2 separate regions of the Gossypium hirsutum genome follow, and region 1 is linked to region 2. A link is a contact called in public Hi-C data. All regions are on one chromosome and are shown on one strand. Each heading gives the region's core, a stretch centred on a gene start, on an enhancer-like site or on the middle of the called end of the contact. The rest is flanking DNA. Distances are from core to core; before and after follow the strand shown. Region 1 holds the start of LOC107926863 (WRKY transcription factor 23). Region 2 holds the start of LOC107926884.

Evidence for each region. Hi-C and Micro-C count contacts between places; a contact is called where the count stands out from the background.
Region 1: a Hi-C map of leaf shows a contact between it and region 2, with 2.1 times the contacts expected there. The contact joins the promoter of LOC107926863 here to the promoter of LOC107926884 in region 2. A contact is called at or near these places in 2 of 34 Hi-C or Micro-C datasets (both in leaf).

What each region holds. Positions count from the first base shown.
Region 1 is chrA08:95,100,072-95,105,227 of Gossypium_hirsutum_v2.1, forward strand. LOC107926863 (WRKY transcription factor 23) reads left to right here and starts at 2,635. Exons shown (of 3, transcript XM_016857802.2): 1 at 2,635-3,198; 2 at 3,344-3,487; 3 at 3,581-4,102. The coding sequence starts at 2,828. The coding sequence ends at 3,935.
Region 2 is chrA08:94,816,896-94,822,068 of Gossypium_hirsutum_v2.1, forward strand. It overlaps LOC107926884, which reads right to left and starts at 2,630. Exons shown (of 1, transcript XM_016857821.2): 1 at 2,019-2,630. The coding sequence starts at 2,630. The coding sequence ends at 2,019.

The DNA of each region.
Region 1 (5,156 bases), core at 1,385-3,884, 280 kb after region 2:
TGGATCAAACCACGTGGATCTTGGCGTGCTTCTGATAACACAAATAAAATGAAAATAACAAAAGTGGGTCCCTTGAAAAGCAAAGCCTGATTAGGCAAAGTGCAATGTGGGAGTGAGAAAGGTGGCGAAAGGCTCGCCTTTATCGCGACACCCGGGCCGTGTATCGTGTGGCTTGGCCTATTTTGTTTTAATTTCACACCCCATGGTGAATAAGGCTTTGACTTAGTAGTTAAGATAGAAGTTTAGAGATTTTACATCGTCTAAAATTGTAGTATAAGAATCTGGGTTCTAATAAAAAATATATATTTAATTATGAATTTACGATTTCATATTATGTAATTGATTAATAATATCAAGGAAAGAAAATTCGAAATTCATTCCAACAAGATAGATCCAAAACAATTTATTCATATATTTTGATATTAAAAACAATTAATAATTCAATTTATGTTTCTTTATGCAAAATTTATCTAACCACTCTAAGAGATCCTTACTTTATCTAGATGTTGGTCAAAGAATCAAGACATGATAGTACATTACCATGAAGAAGCCTAAGCAATCAAGATTAGAGGAGCAACAAATTGGTCACCAAAAGAAACCAAGCAAGCTAATGAAATAACATGGTAAAATAGACAACCATTGACCATAATTTGAATGCTAGGTATAAATACTCATATGTGACTCTTATACATTCATGCACACTCTTTGTCTCTTTATCATCTAAAGCTAGTTTACTTCCTTATTTTCATCTTTGTCCTTTGGGGATATCTCAAAACACAAGCTCCAAGCTCAATCTATGTCTGAGAAGACATCAAAATTGTTGGTTTGTTGTAAATTCTTAATTGCTATAAAAATAACAACTGTAAAGCTCAATCTCCTAAAATATTTTAAAGTTGAGAATGGTATTTAATGCGGTCTATTAAAGTGTTAATTGGGGCATTAGAGGGAGAATTTCATGCAATAATAATCAGGAGACAGTAGGTGGGACTGGTTGACATGGAATCAAGTGAAGAACAAAGACATATATGATCATAATTTTGCATCAAAAACAGTTCCATTATCTATTTTGGTTTTCTCTTTTAAACAACTCATATATAGTAATGTACGAACTTGGTCTAGTTTTTCCTTTTTAATTTTATAAAGTTATAATAATTCCAATTGATTTATTTACAGTGTGGATAAAATTTGAAATATCAAAATTTTTAGAGTCTCAATCTGCTAATTTATATTTGATATTATATGTTCAAAATTTTCATTATCAATATGGTTGAATCAAGATCAAATCATATTAACTTTTTTGTTTTAAATAAAATAAATAATGAAAACATGAAACATGCATATAATAATTTTAAAAAAAAAACTCTCATCCTTACCTTTTTTTTGAAGGTATTGATATCACAATGAAATATTTACTAATTAAAAAGAAAGTTATATGTGAAAAAGAAGAAGTTAAATTAAATCCCTAATCCAGAAAAAGTGAAGAACCGAATTATTGAAGGTATACAAAGGTAAGTTGAGATTACACGCAAATTATGTCAGCGTGCCCATGGAGGATCAAATTCGAATCCCTTGTTTTGTGCCTCATGTCATGCTAAATCTCACGTGCAATTTTTTTCTTGGGTTAATAATACCTAACATCCTCAAATTATAGTCCAAATTTTAACGAAATTTAAAATATTTTAATTGAGTTATTAAAGTATTGCAATAATATCAATCAAGTCTCCCTATTAATCTTGTTAATATCTTGTATGTTAAATGCTAGCTGGAATTTGGAGCTAAACTTGTAAATATTTGTAAATCTATTGCATTGGATCTAACATGTTTTGAAGAAAGAAATAGCCCTTTAATTTTTTTTTGACGCCATCTAATTTATTTTTCAGCATGTAAATTTTAAGATGTCTATGCTATGAATATACATGTGCTTACAATTTAATTAATGTATTAATATACTCCGAGCTAACATTTAATACTAAAATTGATTGGTAAATTGGTGAAAGAACATGGTTGATATAGTAATATTTTGAGAATTCAATTTGAACATTTTGAAGTATAAGGATTATTTTAAAATCTAAACAATAGTATAGGGACCTTTAGTGAAATTAATCCTATTTTTTCTTCTTTTGTTTCACTATAATTTCTTCGCACTCTAAAATCCAAATCCTAAAGCCAAAATAAAGAGAATTTCGATCTTTCATCTTCTCCTTTTCTTTTACATGGAGATTTTGGTCGGCTGCAAAAGAAAAGATGACCATTATCACCGACTGAATAAGTGAATAAATTTCTACAAATAAAAAGTGAATATTTGAGCATATATGCATTTGATTTATGCCCTTTATTTTCACACCTAGTTCAGGTTTCCTTTTGTTGTGATTTTTTTCCCCTCAAATTTTAATAAAAATAATTATATTCAAAAGAGAAGAACTCGGATGTTCACACCATGAAATGGATTAAAATGCAGTCAAAATCCAGGTTTCAAAGCGTCGGACCAAATGTACTGTCCGAATCGATGAGGTCACGCAGAGACAACCGGCACTGTTGAATTTCAGCTCAAAAAGTTGACCTGTAATTGCCAGTCAATCCCTTTTTTTAATTCTCTTCCCATATTGCTATACATACTCTTCTCTCTGTCTCACTCCATTAGCTAAAAATCTCCACTTTATTGTCCAAAACCTAAAGGTCTCTTTCACACCTACCTTATAAATCACATCAAACCCTACGCTACTCTTTCTTCTTTCTCCCTTTCCCCCTTGTGGCTGTGCTGCCTGCGAGACCTTTTGGTGAAGATACAATATTTGGGGCTTTCTTTTTTTTGATTTGACTGATTTTCATGGAGAGAAAAGAGGGTGTATTAAAGATGGAGGAGGTGTTGGGGAACTCCTCCTTTTCTGATTATTTCCCATTGCAAAGTATATTTGATTGGAGCTGTGAAGGAGGAGAGAACATGCCATTAGGGTTTATGGAGTTGTTGGGTGTTCAAGACTTGAACCCTCCTTTGTTCGATATGGGACAACAACAAGCTCCATCTGCGGTAGTAAACCAGGCTTTGAATCCTTGTTCTACGAAAAACGAGGGTTTTAATTATCAGCCTGCAACCCCCAACTCATCCTCGATTTCATCAGCTTCAAGCGAGGCTGTCAATGATGAACCTATTCAAGTCGACGATGACCAAGAAGAAGACCAGCAAAAGACCAAGAAACAGTGAGTACTACAAGCCTGGGTCCTTTTATGTCTTGTGTTTTGGGTTTTATTCTTAAAACAGTCAAAGTGAAACACCCTATTTTTTCCCATTTGAAAACTGATGAGGTGTGTGTGTTTTTGGCGTTTGTGATGGTGGTGGGTCTAGGTTGAAACCCAAGAAGACAAATCAGAAGAGACAGAGAGAGCCGAGATTCGCGTTCATGACAAAGAGCGAGGTTGATCATTTAGAAGATGGGTACAGATGGAGAAAGTACGGCCAAAAAGCTGTAAAAAACAGCTCCTTTCCTAGGTACTAACTTCAAAGTTTCAAGCTTTTTTAACCCCATTTTAGGTAATTTTTCAGACGACCTCCATGGTTTTAATTTATTTTTGGAACCCGCAGGAGTTATTATCGTTGCACCACCACCTCATGTAACGTGAAAAAAAGGGTGGAGAGATCTTTCACTGATCCCAGCATGGTGATCACCACTTACGAAGGCCAGCACACTCATCCCAGCCCCATCATGCCTCGCTCCAGTCTCGGTGGTGGCGCCGGTTCTGCTCCTTATCACTATCAGCAGCACCCACAGCCATTTGTCAATACCTTGTCTCCTTTGAACTTTGGACACAACAATGGCTCCATTAACGCCGGTAATTTTCACCACGAGAGGCGATTTTGCAGCCCGGGATCGTCTTTGCTTAAAGACCATGGCCTGCTTCAAGACGTTATACCATCCCATATGCTGAAAGAAGAGTAGAATTACAAAAACCCATTATCACTATATATATGTAAATGCAAAAAATTCCCTCACTGACTTGGGTGATCAGTTCATTCTGGTATGTAATTTTCTTGCCGACAAAGTGGAGATTACTGCACTGTATAACTTGGTTTTGCTTTTTTATCAAATGGAAGAGCTTAGTTAAATAGTTTTTCTTATTTGGTTCTCTTTTTCCCCCTCCATTTTTGCCTCATTTGGTGGGTTTTGGATATGCAGAGATATATACACCACGGAAATTTGGTTCATCCTTCTCTAATTCTTCTGACCCTTTGTTTGTCCTGTACCTTTTGTTTTAGTTGTTGAAGGAATGTGCATTGATTCCCCTCCTCCCCATTGAAGGCACTGCAATCGAGATTTTGATGGCTAGGATTTTCTCATATTACAATAAATGTAGAAGCTAGAAAAAGCTTTCTATTTTGTCTGGGGAATCAACGAAATCCTCTCTCTCTCCTTTTTTTTTTTTTTAAATGTGCTGCTCCAAAATATGCTTTTGGGAGGAGGGGGGGGCAAATGGAACATTAACTCAACATTTCCACTCATAAATTTGGTTCATTGAATGGTGGGGGGATTCTGTGAATTGTATAAGAATGCCATTTACATTGACATGCTCTATATGAATCAATATCATGGAGTAAACTTATATAAAAAGTTCTGTGACAAAATACATAGAAGATGATTGGGAAAATGGGTTTATGTAAAAAGGGGAAACCAGCCGCCTGAAAGAGTAAGCCTGGAGCCTGCCAAGTCACTGATAATCCGTTACGTGAGTCCTATAGGGCCTACCACCAGCCCCCAACAAGGACTCGCTGTGTGAAAGCTACATACATGCTTTGGGACCCTGCTTAAAGCAGAAAACAGGGTTAAGGTAGGCCTTTGGGCTAAAAGCTAAGGTAAACTAAAAGTAGAGCGATTCTTTTAGGCTGCAATTAGTTCATAGGGTTTACCAAATTGTGAAAACAGGACGTGGACTTAATGATAGTAAACCCTTTAGGAAATTAAAAGAACCCTAAAACCAATCACCAAGGAATCTTTAGCCTGGCGGCAGTTACATTGCCACATGCTTTTGCTTCCCAGGTTGACGATGACTCACCCCCGCAATTTAGGGTTCATTAAGAGACAAAATCATTCAAATTTTCGTTGGTAGTTAAATTAGACCACTCCATGTGCTTGTTTTTCTTTTTGAGAGTGAAACAAACTGTA
Region 2 (5,173 bases), core at 1,380-3,879:
AATTTTGATACCTCGCTCACTGCTCTTTTGAAACTTTAATTATTGTGGTTATTAATTGTATAACAGGATAACAGTAAAAAAAAAAATGGTAGAAAGTAATCATGGCATTAAAGTAAATGACTAAATGATGGGAAATAAAAATATTAGTATTAATCTACAATTCAAACATAGTAGAGGAGTAAAACCAGAATTGAAAGATGTGACGTATGATTGTGGCAGAAGACTGAAGGGATTTTTGTATTATTTATGGCATCTGATATTGAACTGCGAATCTAGGGGAAAAAGAAAGGGTCTTTTTGTAACTTTGGGATTCTGAATTTGCCTTTTTCACGAAACTGGTTCTCAACTCAACTGTGTTGTACGAGAAAAACCAAATGAGTAAAATGACACGAGCAATGAATACATTGTGGTTGGAAATGTTGGAGTCGCAGGTATAGATGCTAAAATTCTTATAAGGCCATTTATTTTAAAGTGGGTCAGATTTTGGAAGGTTTATGAAATTCTTCTTCTTCATTTTAAAAATCTTTTTTATTAATTAATAAAAAAATATTTTTATATTTTTGAATTATGGTTTTTTCGTTTTATAATTATTTATAACACACATATTTATTTAATCTTGTAATAATATTTAAAATATCCCAACATTGGGAAGCTGTTGAACAAAATGAGTTTTGAGGGTAGGACCGGAAATAGAGGAGGAGAAAGAAACCTCGTTAATTACAGGTGAGAAGGTTAGAAGCCCATCAATGAGGCTAAATTGGGCTGCTTTAGTAATTTTACTTTTCTTCACTTCCCATTTCTTTCTCTTCTTCCTTTTTAACAAATGGATTGCATATTTTTTTTTAATTCATAATTAAATTTAAATAAAATCATTTTTTAAAACTGAAAAACAAGCCTTTTGGGCTAATCAAGATAGCTTGGGCTCAGGCCTCAAAATTATTTTAAAATTAGATTTCATCCCAACTCCACTTATTAACACTTTTAAATTTGGATATTACTATTTGAATTAATTAATTACTACATTTTTTAAATAAAAAAATTTAAGAGGAAAATTAAGTAATCAATTTAGATATTTAAATCTGTTATTTAAAAATATAAATATTAATCTTTAAATTTATGTCCAACCATTAATATCTAAAACTATTTCAAATAAGATGCAAACAATAATTAAAATATTTATATATAAAAGAAAGTAAATTAAATATTCATGAATATTCGAATAAATACCACACAATACTAAACGTAATTAAAATAAAAATTTGAAAGTGGTAAATTTACATAGCTTAATGAAAACAAGTTTTCTCTTTCTTTCTTTTTTGCCAAGCTTAATAAATAGACTGAAGTTCAATATTTTAAATATATTTATATTCTAATATTTTTAACCTAAACATATATTTCATGTCCGTTTGAGAGATTCATGATTACTTTTTTCAGTAAAATTACCTCTAAAGTTTGAACCTAAATTTTTATCTTGAAAATAAAATATGTTTTACCAATACACCTAACCACTTATTTATCAAATTTAATTTAAATAATAATAATAATAATAATATTATTACTATAAAGTAAAATCAACTAAATTAAAATAAAATAAAGTCATCTTTTGTGCCCATTGTAATTTATTGGCCAAACGCAAAAGCTTCCCCTGTAATAATTTGAACATAATTTGCACAAAGAAGTAAAAAACCCCTAACCAATTAACATTATAAATTCTTCCCACTATTACCATGCATTTGCATTCTTCACAAATTAAATTAATATTTGATGCATTAAAAGATATGCATTTTTATTAAAAATATAATAATTTTATTTATTTTAAATTACACATTGGTTTATTGATAATGTGATTAGATGAATATAAACTACAGCATTAACCTATAATATTAATTAGGTTTTTAAAACTAAAACAACCGCTAAGGCATTATGTATTCCTAAAGAGGTGACTTGGGTTTGACTTTTCAAGATAAATATTAGTAGGCTTAATCAGCATGAATCCCATAAAAATGACTCCAAAAAACCTAAAACAACCAATGTGGGATTTTAAACTCTCTCTCAACCTTCTTCTCCTTTATAGTATCCAAGCTGGGTTTCCATCCCTTGCCTGAAAATTGCCTATTCAAATACACCGGCGGATTTTCCCAACTCTCTGGAAACAACTCCGTCAAATATCCACTCTCCTCCGGCCTCTCACCGCCGGCACTTTCCTTCTTCTGCAACTGCAACTTTTGTCCCATCCCTTCGAGTACACGATAATCCGCAGTGCAAATCCTCGCAAACAAAGGAACACACTTCGGGGACGACGATAAGATCGACTTTGATCTCGACACCGAATTCGCGCTCGACAGTACACGACAAGCTTCCTCCGACGACAACGCGATCGGCTGCCCACGTTTCATAGGTAGCATTATGTAAAGCTTTTTTACGTCGAGTTTATGGTCCGCCGGCAATGGGATTAGCCTCTTTTGATGAACTCCAGCGTTGAACTCCACGACCACTTGCTGCGGATGCTCCACCATCAGCTCTGCAGCTTCCACGATCCCGCCGAACTCCTGAACCGTGCCGTCCCAGAGAATTACTTTCCCTGTAGAATCAGATGGAAAGCATGTGGCAGTGCTAATATAGTTACCCATGATAGGATAGTTATATGAAAGAAAAGGGATTTTCAGTCATATGAATTGAAAGGAGTTTAATTATGAAAGCATTTTATGTAGGAACTTGGAGAGGGGTCTTCAAGTTGTAGGATTTGTTAGTTAAACTGCTACAAATATTGTGAATGATTTTGTGGTGGACTTTATTAGTATCATGAAAACTAGGGTCGTTGGCTTTTAGGCCATTTTCATCAACATCAGTCATCATCTGATGGATTAATCCAACGGTGGTAAATGCCATAGACATGTGGGGCCTCCGGTGTAGGTTCTACTGCACCTTGCTTGATCAAAAATGAAGTCAAACAAATGGTTGAACCATAACTGTTTTGGCCAATTTAATGCTTTATGTTAGGTCAATTTCTAGTTTATATATAAATTAATAAATATTTACATTTGTATATATATACATATATAAGAGATTGAAATTTGGTTAAATTTTGCTATTAGAATTGTATTTGTGTAAGTTATGGATTTAGTTTATGTATTTTAATATGATCAATTTTTATCTTTATACTTTTCGAATTTTAAAATTAGTATTGACCAAATAGTAGCAGCTAAATCTATTTGGTTAAATTATACTGTTAGTCATTTATTATGCGTACAGTTATAGATTTAATTTATGTTCTCGAAATGTATCATTCTTAGTTGCTATATTTTTTTAATTTTAAAATTTTAGTCCTAATGCAAACGACAATCGTTAAATCTATTAACTAAATTTTCATGAGTAATATATGAAAATAACAAGCTAACATAACATTATACATGCGATAATATATTTAACGCATCAAATTTTGAAAATAACATAATTTAACTTAATGAATTAAATAGTTACCATTGCTCATGAATAAAATTTTTAAATTCTAAAAGTATAAGAACTGAAAATGACCAAATTAAAGTATAGATGTTAAATCCACAACTTATGTAAAGTGCAAGTTCTAATAGAAGAATTTGACCTAGAAATTTAAACCTAGATAATTTATCATTCCACTTGTGATTCAAGCAACTAGTAAATTCTAATTTTAGTTCTAAATTAGGGTTTAGTTCAAGGGCATGTAAAGAGTTTGGCTCTCTCTCAAAATAATAAATCTATCATTTAATACCTTCAAAATTTATAAAAATATAAATTAATATAATGTTAAAATCATACTTTGACATAAAAAATCAATAATTCATTTATGGGTCCCAATTCAGTTTTATGGCATTGTCCTTGAGTCCATATACCTTAATTTAAAATAGTTTGATCTCTCTACTTTTGCAATATCATTTTTTAATACAAATAGTTAACATAATTACTTATTCTAGTTAAAATGCTAGGGTGAACTTTTTCTTAAAAGCACCATTACCAACAAAATAAAATTTATGCCTACATGTTGGGTTTAGAAAAGTGTTTTAAAGAAAAAGGCTACATCAACATTATAAGTGAAATGGATTGACTAATAACATTATAATAGTATAATACATGTTAACTAGTTAGGTGAACAAGGGAAGAAGGTGGATGCAGAATAAAGGAGAGGAGGATGAAGGTTGGGAAGTGATCTTTGTTTTTCAGAGAAAGTGTGGAGATCAGGAAGGAGTGTTTTTATGTGAGTCTATGTGACATGTTTGCATGGCTCTTTTATAGTGGGGGACAAATCTGGATATGTGTCCTAATGTCACTGACATGGGAATCTACTTTGGTGCCCTTGGCAGTGACGATGGCGTAACATCCTAGGATGAGATGTCTTAAGGAGATTGACACTCAATTACTTTAGTCCTCTACGTGGTCCCTACATAGTCTTATTAGAAACGCTTTATTTTATAGTTCACCAAGTCGAGGTTCACAAACTAGTTCTGGGAGTTGGTCCACAATTTTGCTGGTCTCATTAGGAGACACGTGTCAAGCTTCTTTATGGGTATGCTATGAGGTTAGCGAGTTATACTGCAAGGGTCCGAAATGTAATGACCTAATTTTCAGTGGTACTAGGAAATGCAATTTCGGAACCCTATTTTTATAAACCGAGCCCGTAAATATAAAATATGAATATTTACAGAGCTAATATAGAAATATATTGAAATATCCCAATGAATGTTGGGTCTCAAAAGAGGTGGTAATTTCAAAAATTCCTTGGTCCTTTATTTGGCTCAAAATTTGTGTTTAGAGTTGCTGTTAAATTGTGGCAGGATTAGAACTTATTATGATGACCCATTTGTTGTCCTCACTGACTTTGATGATAACCTCTATCCGTTTTCACTTGTCCTTGGTAACCTCGAGAGTCACTAGAATGATAACATTATTGCCCCCCGAGTATGAATGTTGGGATTGAGCTCTCCCAACTCAATCATGTAATGAGGTTTTACCTCTTTAAGAATTGTGGAGGTCTTTTAAGCTTCGCGTACTAGTTTGTTGCACTTGCACCTTAGTTTTCTTTGACTCATCACACTCAGAAAATGCATGAGCCTTTATTGGGAAATGTGCCAATGTTGTAGTAAACATGTAATTGTTTTCTATTTATTTGAACGATGGATAAATAAATTTTACATTTCAC